Linked DNA regions of Zea mays: all the other regions are linked to region 2. Evidence: chromatin contacts called from public Hi-C data. All regions are on one chromosome and are shown on one strand. Each heading gives the region's core, a stretch centred on a gene start, on an enhancer-like site or on the middle of the called end of the contact. The rest is flanking DNA. Distances are from core to core; before and after follow the strand shown. Region 1 holds the start of LOC103635287 (ABC transporter B family member 11). Region 2 holds the start of LOC100192576. Region 3 holds the start of LOC103635288 (programmed cell death protein 5).

What was found. A called contact is a pair of places that touch in the nucleus more often than the background predicts.
Region 1: a Hi-C map of tassel shows a contact between it and region 2, with 3 times the contacts expected there. The contact joins the promoter of LOC103635287 here to the promoter of LOC100192576 in region 2. A contact is called at or near these places in 2 of 25 Hi-C or Micro-C datasets (ear and tassel).
Region 3: a Hi-C map of ear shows a contact between it and region 2, with 2.4 times the contacts expected there. The contact joins the promoter of LOC103635288 here to the promoter of LOC100192576 in region 2. A contact is called at or near these places in 4 of 25 Hi-C or Micro-C datasets (ear, endosperm, leaf and 1 more).

Annotation. Positions count from the first base shown.
Region 1 is chr8:64,998,485-65,001,547 of Zm-B73-REFERENCE-NAM-5.0, reverse strand. LOC103635287 (ABC transporter B family member 11) reads right to left here and starts at 1,747. Exons shown (of 12, transcript XM_008657780.3): 1 at 1,337-1,747; 2 at 926-980; 3 at 284-459; 4 at 1-41. The coding sequence starts at 1,564.
Region 2 is chr8:64,633,575-64,636,564 of Zm-B73-REFERENCE-NAM-5.0, reverse strand. LOC100192576 reads left to right here and starts at 1,307. Exons shown (of 9, transcript NM_001137791.2): 1 at 1,307-1,755; 2 at 1,878-1,937; 3 at 2,366-2,448; 4 at 2,753-2,915. The coding sequence starts at 1,669.
Region 3 is chr8:64,920,779-64,924,122 of Zm-B73-REFERENCE-NAM-5.0, reverse strand. LOC103635288 (programmed cell death protein 5) reads left to right here and starts at 1,264. Exons shown (of 7, transcript NM_001352153.1): 1 at 1,264-1,476; 2 at 3,117-3,188; 3 at 3,323-3,344. The coding sequence starts at 1,474. It overlaps LOC100191935 (VIP1 protein), which reads right to left and starts at 634. Exons shown (of 1, transcript NM_001137359.1): 1 at 1-634. The coding sequence starts at 604.

The DNA of each region.
Region 1 (3,063 bases), core at 498-2,997, 360 kb before region 2:
CCTCCAACAAATGTGGCAGTAAGCTGTATAAACTTCCCAACCTGGAATGGAAACGAATATTTGAGTTGACTATCCAGAACAGACATCAGATCACCACAATTTGCAATCACATATTCGCATATAAGGATAATTTATACTCCTTAATTCGAAACACAGAAGATAAGTTTAAATCATTAGATACAAACACGCTGCCTATGTGCTTCGTCGCTTTAGTAAAGTTAATATGAACCAGCATCACAATGCACAAGCTGACAATGATGTGTTTACAGTTACATGGGTCAACCTTTTCGCCAATTGCATCCTGGATAAGTATTGTATCTCCGGACATACTCTCAACCAATTGTCCAGTGGTCATTTCCTTGTCAAAAAATGCAATGTCTTGTCTCAATAGAGCTTTAAGATAGAGACCTCGTATGCGAGCTGCTTGTCTTTCTCCAGTGATCATCCAACATGCAACCTCTATTAAAACAATAAAAAACACTAACACCTTAGTGCTAATCTATAACTGGCAGTGCCTCAAAACAATGAAAAAGAGTAACACCTTAGATGCCTCTGGCAGTATCTATGCTGCAGAAAATAGTGGATCTAAGTAGCCTATTACAAACCTGGTTAATGTTTCTCCTTTCTGAAAGAAGATAAAGTTACTACGGGATTTCTTGGTTTCAGTTATAGGCTTATGGCAATATGAATAACATACCATCACGTGAATAGACTTTCACGAAGTAAAATTGGTTCCCATTCCTATAATTTTTCGTATACATGGTCACATGGGCTAGGTGCAAAACCGTGCTTCATTCTTTTCCATTCTGAAGGTTAATAAGATTTAGTGGGTGACTGAAAAACTAATATTCATCACTATAAAGGCTGACTAAAGCATAAACAAACACAATAAACCACTGAGGATTGAGGAAATACTAGTACTCACGTAGGAAGCAAACAAACCATGACCCAATGGCCAAATAGAAGAACTTCAGGCACACCTGAAACAGCAGTGTAAAAGATTTTAGTCGAGGATGAATCCCATCTGTTTCCATCGCAGGAAGATGTTATCCAGCAAACAATGGGATCACAAGCAGTACAATGGATAACAGTCCTATTTTATTTACTAATTTACTTCACATGTTCGAAATGAACTATGGAGTGCCACGTGCTTAGTAGTAAGTAGTAACTAGCACTACCCGTGTGAAATGTGAATGTGTGATCAGAATACCAGATCACCCGAATAGTTGAGCATCTGAATAACTAATATTTCATCAGTATAAGATGCACCCCGGAGATCGAGATTTATCATCACTAACATTCATCAGTCCAACGAGGATCGAGATTCGATGCACACCCCGGAGACGCGGTGCAGTACGTCATGGCGGGACGCAGAGCCGAAGGCGTCGACGACCTCGCCGAAGACGAGCGTCATGAGCGGCTGCGCCACGCCGCTGGCGACAGCCCCCGCGGCCCCCACGGCCATGAGCGCCGCGTCCACGCCGTCCGCGAACCGGAACAGCCGGTGCAGACCCACCACTCCCTTCTCTTCCTCCTCCAGGGCTTCTGGTGCTGGTGAGGCCATCCCTCTCTCTCCTCGGCTCCGCGTGCTCGACGATACGGGCGTTGCATCGCTGGGGTAGAGCAAGGCGCGCTTTATAGCGGCGGGGGCCGGCCGCGGGAGTGCAGATTCCGGGGACTCTCGCACGCGGGGCGGGAGGAAGCAGAGGCGGGCAGGCGGCCACCGGATTTTGGAGCGTGTAGCGGGCTGCAACTGCAACTGCGATTTAAATTGCTAATCTGTACTACGTCTACGTCTCATATCTCTATGGAACAATTGGATCTATACCATTAAAAGATCCAAACTTTAGATATATACCATGGACCCCACATGTCATTGACTTATGTGGACCCACATGTAAGTGAGATAGTAATGGTATGGATCCAAAGTGGTGATCTTTTAATGGTATGGATCCAAATTTCCCTATCTCTATAGACATACACCTCAATTCCAAAATAAATCTCTATACCAGAGACGGACTCACCACTGCCTTTGCCGCTGGAGGGAGCACGCAAGTCTAAATATTTGATTCCAGCTGATAATCTCGCATATGGTTGTTAGCAGTTGATAATCTTATCTAGGTCTGTTCGGTTATTCCGGATTCAACATCCGAACAATTCTACTTGAAATGATAGTTTAATTTGTATTTAATTAATCATCTAGAATAGTTTCTAGTCTCGTTCCGATGTAACCGAACAGGCCCCTAGGTTATCTTTAATTCATGTGGCCGTCACTACTCTATACCATGTTGGAAAAAGTCAACTAATCTAAACTTTAACCATATATATAAAAAATAATATTTTTTATGTTAGTCACATTATATGTTTTTTATAATAAATATATAAGTCAACTAATCTAAACTTTCACCAAATATGTATAAAAAGTTTAATACTTTTATGTTAGTCACATTATATGTTTTTATAATAAATATATTTAGGGATATAAAATCAACAATATTTTCTATAAAACTAACCAAAATTAATATAAGTTGACTTCTAGAAATATAAAATGAACAATAAAGAAGGTATTTAGTATATATCTAATTTTTCTCTATCTACATCTCTACGGTCTAAAAAGACAATGTCTATTCAGTAGGATCAAACCCTTATCTGTCTATATCTCTACAACTTAGAAAAACAATATCTGTTCGGGAGAACCAAACCTCTTCTCTAATGGCTACATCGACAGGACCAAATTCCCACCCAACGTTGACTATTCGGCAGGACCAAATTCAACGGCGTTTCTAAAACACGGGGCCAAATCACTGCACAAAAAATCGCAATAAAAGATGATTCACGGAATCAATGCACATGAATAAAAGACAGTAAAAGATGAACTCGTCGCAAGTTTTGGTCATCTCTTTTCCCCCCCTTTTCAGCTGCGCAAGGAGTATGATAGCGCTTTGTTTTTAAGAACGAGGTGGTAAAATTGTAAAGTTAAAAAACAAGGAATAAAATCACAATTGCAACACTGAAGAGGGGTATAATCATAAATACTCCTTTTTTACCTCAGTGGTTACAAAC
Region 2 (2,990 bases), core at 58-2,557:
AGTTAGGCGTAGATATCGAGTCAGCTCGGCTCGGCTCGACCGAGCTTGAGCTGGCTTGTTAACCAACCGTTTGGTTGAGGAGCGGGGGAGAATAGAGTGGTTTCATTCCAATTTTCTGAGCGTTTGGTTTCCAACAAAATAAGAGTGGAACGGCTATCAGATCTTCATATAGAAATTTACTATAAGTAGTTGAAATACTCTCGCTCCAAAAAACGGCCGAATGTGAGCGCTCTCTCGGACGTGAGTGCTCTCCCTCCTCTCCTCCCCTCTACACTCATACGACTCTCAAACCAAACAAAGAATGAAACGGCTCCGCTCTATTCTACTCTTCAACCAAACAAAAAATATAGCGGCTCTGCTCTTCTTGCCAAACACAGAATAGAACGGCTACATTCTCAAATACTGGTATGGAGCCACTCTATTCTATTTGACTCTCCAACCAAATGTATCCTAAGAGAACAAGCTGGCTCGGCTCGACTCGTTAAGAAACCGAGCCAGAGAACCAGCTCAGCTCGTTTGCGAGCTCGAGCTAGCCCGTTTAGCTCGCGAGCCCAACAAAAAATAGTATACAGGTATATATACAACAATATAATCAATTGCTAGTTAATTTCATACTAATTTAATACTAGAAAAGGCTAACAATACTCATATTTTATATATCACATCAGTTAAACCCTAAACTAACATAGTTCATCACTTATTAATTCATCCAATACAAGTATAGACTTTGTTTTACAGATAAATACTAGCTCATTCGAGCTAACGAGCTGGCACGAGCTCGTGTCAAGCTGGCTCGTTAACGAACCGAGCTGAGATGTTAGCTTAGCTCGTAATAAAATTGAAACGAGCCGAGTCGAGCTGAGCCGAACTAACCACGAGTCTGAGCGAGCTCACGAGTCACGAGTATTTTGTCCGATTTTAGACGGTGGCAGCATCTAAGCCTATCAAATAAAGCCACGTAGCCCTACAGTATTTCATGAATCCTACCATGTTTTTTTGATGTTATGATGAATAGCATTTCCTATCTGCTAATCGGCACTTTCCCTGCTGGGTGCTAGCTTGTCTGTCATCCATGCATGGATTCAATCACAGCATCATTCGGTCACTGCTCACCAGTCATCAGTCACTACTTCATCACCACCCAGGCCCCAGCAGGGGAGGAGGAGGGGCAGCGGCAATCCACCCTGCCTCTGCCTGCCACACGGAAAGGCCTGGCCCAGACCAATGCGCCCGTTTTCACTCTAGTGTAGTGTTGCCACGGCCGGAAGAGGAACCGCTGTCGGCCTGCTCCACCTCCACGGCTCCACCTGTCTGCTCTCTGTCTGTCCCGCGTCCTCCTCCGCAGCACGACGACCGCATCGCGTTCTACGTTCTCCGCCCTCTCCGCTCCCCCTACTCTGCTTGGTTTCCCAGAAGATTTGATTGGTTTCCCCAAATCCGGTGACTCCATTCCTGTTGTTCTTCACGTCGACCCCGGGAACCTCCCAGAAGGCTCTAGCGACCCCGGCGGTATCGGCCTCTCCCTCTCCCTCTCCAAGATCCGTCCCTTCTTCCCCGTCGATTAGCGTCTGCCTCCTCCATTGCCGCTTGCATTTTTAATACCCGTCTCTTGGTGCATGTAGCTCTGAGTGCTGTGCTGCCGGCGGCGAGATCCAGGAGCTGCCTGCCATGGTGAAGGACAGCGCCTACTACGACGTCCTAGGGGTCAGCGTCGACGCGTCCTCCGCCGAGATCAAGAAGGCGTATTACATCAAGGTGACCCCCACCATCTCCTTACGCCTCGGCCGCGCCCCTCCTCGCTTGCATGTTGTGACGCGGATAGGTAGCTAGTGGACTCGCCTTTTTTTCTCAATTGCTTGGGTGCCTGTTTTCTTCAGGCGAAGCTGGTGCATCCGGACAAGAATCCCGGGAACCCTGACGCCGCACTCAAGTTCCAGGTAGGTTCTCCCTGTGGGATCCGTTATGTATAAGACCATTGACTGCCCTCGAATACCATGTGTCCATCGGAAGATAAAATTCTCTGAAACAAGCCAACATTGAGGCCTTTTGGCTACACAATTAAATCATCAATGTTCTAAAGGTTGCTTTGATTTTCTAGGGATACCATAGCTTTGCAGGGTGCCATCTTTTCTTAGTTTCCCATGTGACAGTGTTTGGTTATTAGTTTCCCATCACTGACGGTGCTTCATTTTCTGAATGTGATACGATATTGGTTTTTTACTAGTTTGAGTTTGATCTTTCTCCAATTGAAATACCTAAACTGTCGACTGGTATTGTGCATGCATAATCTTTGGGACGGATTGGTATGACCTCTGTATGTTCTGACTGCTACAAAATATTGAACTAAATCACTTGGTCTTAACAGGAACTTGGAGAGGCCTATCAAGTTCTTAGTGATCCTGGGAAAAAGGAGGCTTATGATAAGTATGGAAAGGAGGGTATTCCCCAGTAAGTCATGATTCATTTCTGATATTTGGTAAATATTAAGTATATATTTTCTGAAAAAAAGGCAGTCTGCTCATGATTATTCAGATTGAAGTGATTTATCTGCTTTGGGGCATAGAACATGATAGTGCTTAGGATGGATACATAGCATCACAGTGTGCGAGCTATAAAAGAATGCCTGTTTTAGGGAAAGCAGGCAACTGAATGTTGCTCATTGCTTCTATGCAAAAAAAGAGGATGTAAATTGCTTGTGCATTATTCTGTTAATCATTTTCTTACTTTCTTAGTTGTTTTACAACTCATTCAGGGATAACATGGTGGATCCTGCTGCTGTCTTTGGGATGATTTTTGGAAGTGACTATTTTGAAGATTACGTTGGCCAGCTTGCTCTAGCATCTATAGCCTCAGTAGAGGTTGATGAAAACTCAAACAGTCAAGAAGCAAGAGCAAAGGTTCAAGAAAAGATAAAAGTATGTTCTTTCCTGCTGTTTTTTCTGAATCAATTGCATGTGCGGTATTGTTCGATTTAGGATCCACATTGTCAC
Region 3 (3,344 bases), core at 15-2,514, 290 kb before region 2:
TCTTGAGGTTGAACAAGACCACTGCGATGCCAGCCGTGGCAGCTGCTCCAGCAGCCGCGGCAGCCACCAGTGCGGGAGGCACCACGCCCTGATCCTTAGGCGTCCCGGCCCTGGCAGCAATAGAATCACATCCCTCTTCCACGCCCTTGCCCTCGGCAGTGGCGGAACCCTTCAGGGTCTCGATCTCCTCCTCGAGGGCGGCCTTCTCCTGGTACGCGGTCTGCAGCTGGTCCCCGAGCCGTGCACCCCTGCGCATCTCCTCCTCATGGCTAGCCTTCTCCGCGGCGAGGAGATCCTGGAGGCGCTCGACCTCGCTGCGGAGCGTGGCGGCCTCGCTCTCGTTGGTGGCAGCACCTTGCTCGGCGGCGGCGACCTCCTCGCGGGCCTGGGACACGAGAACCTCAAGGCGGCGGGACTCGGAGGACAGGAACTGGTTCTCGTGGCGCACGGCATCGAGCTTCTCCTCCAGGTCGCGCTTCGCCGCGCGGAGGGACTCGATCTCGTCCGCCGCGTCGTGGAGCTTGGGCGTGCCGTCCCCGCCGTTGGTGGAGAAGTCCGCGGCGGCGGCGGTGGGGGAGGCGAACGTATCCTCGCCGTTCTCCATCGGAAACCCTCCTCCTCAGTACTCACCCTCTCTCGCGGCGGCGCGGTGGATGCGGTGCGAGAATGGAAATGGGAATAGAAAAAAAGATAGAGAAGGTGTGGACTGTGGAGAGAGAGGTACCTTTGGGCCCACCTGTAGGCCAGCGAGATGCTGCAATATCAGATGGTAATGGGTACCAAAACCGGAACGTGTTTTACCCGATATATAAGCGGCTATAAGATAACTTTTATACCACAGGTACATTAGTAGACAACAATCTCTACCCATTAGGTAACGGATACAGGTGGATACTATCCATACTCGCATACCATGTATAGAATATATATGTATATTATTATTATTATTATTATCTAATAAAATCTATCTTAGTTAAAATAAAAACCTTCTTTGACTATTGTTTATTTACTATCAAGTTATATAATTATATGGTTTGTTATATTTTAAGATAAACTTATTTTTTATATTTATTTGATATTTTGAATAATCAAAATATTATAATTTGATATCTTCTTAGCGGGTACTAGGTTATCCGACGGATAAAATTACCCATACAAGTATGAGTATATGAGTATAGGTAGATTTTATACTCCGTGCGTATATGGATAACTAACCGACGACAGGTATGTACACATTGGCATCACGGCTCTCACCAAAGGAATAAGGGATGTCGATGTTCCGATCGGACGGCGTGGAGAAGGGACTTCAGATCGGATGGTTGAGATAAGACGTTGGGGTTCGGCGTTGCACACACGCGGAAAAGAAGAAGCTCGATTCGCTGTTTTCTGCCAGAGCACACCGTGGACGCCGTCCCCGCTCAAGTGAGGTTCGGAGCTCAGAGCCTTGCGATCTCTCGGCTGCGCGCGCGCAAGATGGTGAGATTGGCGCTGTGATTTCCATTTATTCTTGGTTGCGAGGATCTGTGGCCTTCTGTCTGTGTTTGAATCTTAGGGTTTAAGTTCTGTTTTAGTGGGAAGATCACGTATCTGATGGGCTGCGGTCTGCGATTCCCCTTTGTGATGAGTTGTTTGATTACTTACTCATCCTGATCCCTGTTCTTATGCTTAATGCCTCGCTCGGATTCATTCCCTACTGGTTTAGTTGTCTGAGAAAGCACAAGGAGACCTGCGCCCAATCTAGTTTAGCACTCTAGACTGAGCAGTTGATGTTTTGAATACCTTTGTCATTGTTCTGGTTCAAAGTCCAAACGATGAAAATTACTGAATAACGGGGAAAATTTAGTGGTTTTGCGAGCTTTAGAGATGAGCTGGAGTGTTGTTATTTGAAGCTGCTCATGCAAGCTTCCTGAGAGTAATTTTGAGGCTCGTGTTCCTTTCATACCTTGTCGTGTTGTGTGTGCCATGTTCATATCTGGTACTCTCTTCGTTCCAAATTATAAGATGTTTTGACTTTTTTTAGATACACTCTTTTTACTATGCATCTAGACATAGTGTATAGCAAAAGCTATCGATTAGAAAATACCAAAACATCTTATAATTTGGAACAGAGGCAGTATCATTCTGTTAGGGTTGGAGGATTCCTTCCATCTCTTCTGTCGTGTTTTGTGTGCCTTTATATCTTTTTTTTTCTAAAACGAGCAGTAGAACTTCGCATTAAATATATTAAGAAGATAGAAGAAACAACAATGGTCTAAAGAAGACCAGAGTATAGTGTAAAAAGCAAAAGAAAAAGGAAAACCCACCTTACGGTGGCCAGAAACAAAAATACACATAAACATTTTATAGAAGACAGCCAAAAGACGTCAACAACTGCCCCTAAACTAAGGCCAGATGGTGCACAAATCTTTGGCACCTGCCAGACACAACCTCTGAGCATCATCTTTGATGTTCTGTATAATTTGGTTGCCACTAGGAGCATCCCCTTCAAACACACATTTATTCCGCTGCTTCCAAAGCCACCATGCCACCAACATCACAAGGGAGTTAATCCCTTTGCACAGCACATGAGGGACCTTGCCCTCCAAATTAGCCCACCAATCTTGGAAAACCAAATCAGCCCTTGTGGCGGAGAAATGCCGCAGATTAACCATGGAGAAAATCCTAAACCACACTTCCCTAGAGAAGACACAAGAAATCAAAAGATGTTGCACTGATTCATCCTCTTGATCACAAAGGGGGAATTGAACTGGATGATCACAAATGTGTGCCTTTATATCTAATATCAGCCGTTCAGCATGTCTTCCTTTACCTTTGAAGGATTACTTCTCTGATATTTTGTGACAGTCTTCCATGTCATTTTTGACTCACAATTAGAAATTGTTAGAGTAAATCAGTATTAGTCGACTTCTTTTTTCTTAAATATTTTCATATTTCTGTTTAACTTGGTATTTTAAGGAAAGGAAAATATCTTAAATTCATTTGAATTTAGGCCATTCAGATGTATTGATTGGCTTTTGATATGGCACAAGCAGGAACAGATTACTTCTATCCAGTATCCACAGCCATACGCTTTTGTTGGTTCACTTCTGATGGAATTATACAATTTTGTTTGCCAGGCTGACCCAGAATTGGAAGCTATCAGGAAGAGAAGGATGGAAGAACTAATGGCAAAACACGGTGGCGGTGGGGTAAGATACCAAACTCTCTATGACATAAATTGAAGCTGTCACATACTCACATGTAGATCTCCTTGCTAACACAAGTGCTTGTTTTGGTGCTCCTCAGTTGACTGACTTTTGATCTAATGTTAACTTTTAATTAGGCAAATCAACAAAATGCAAGCC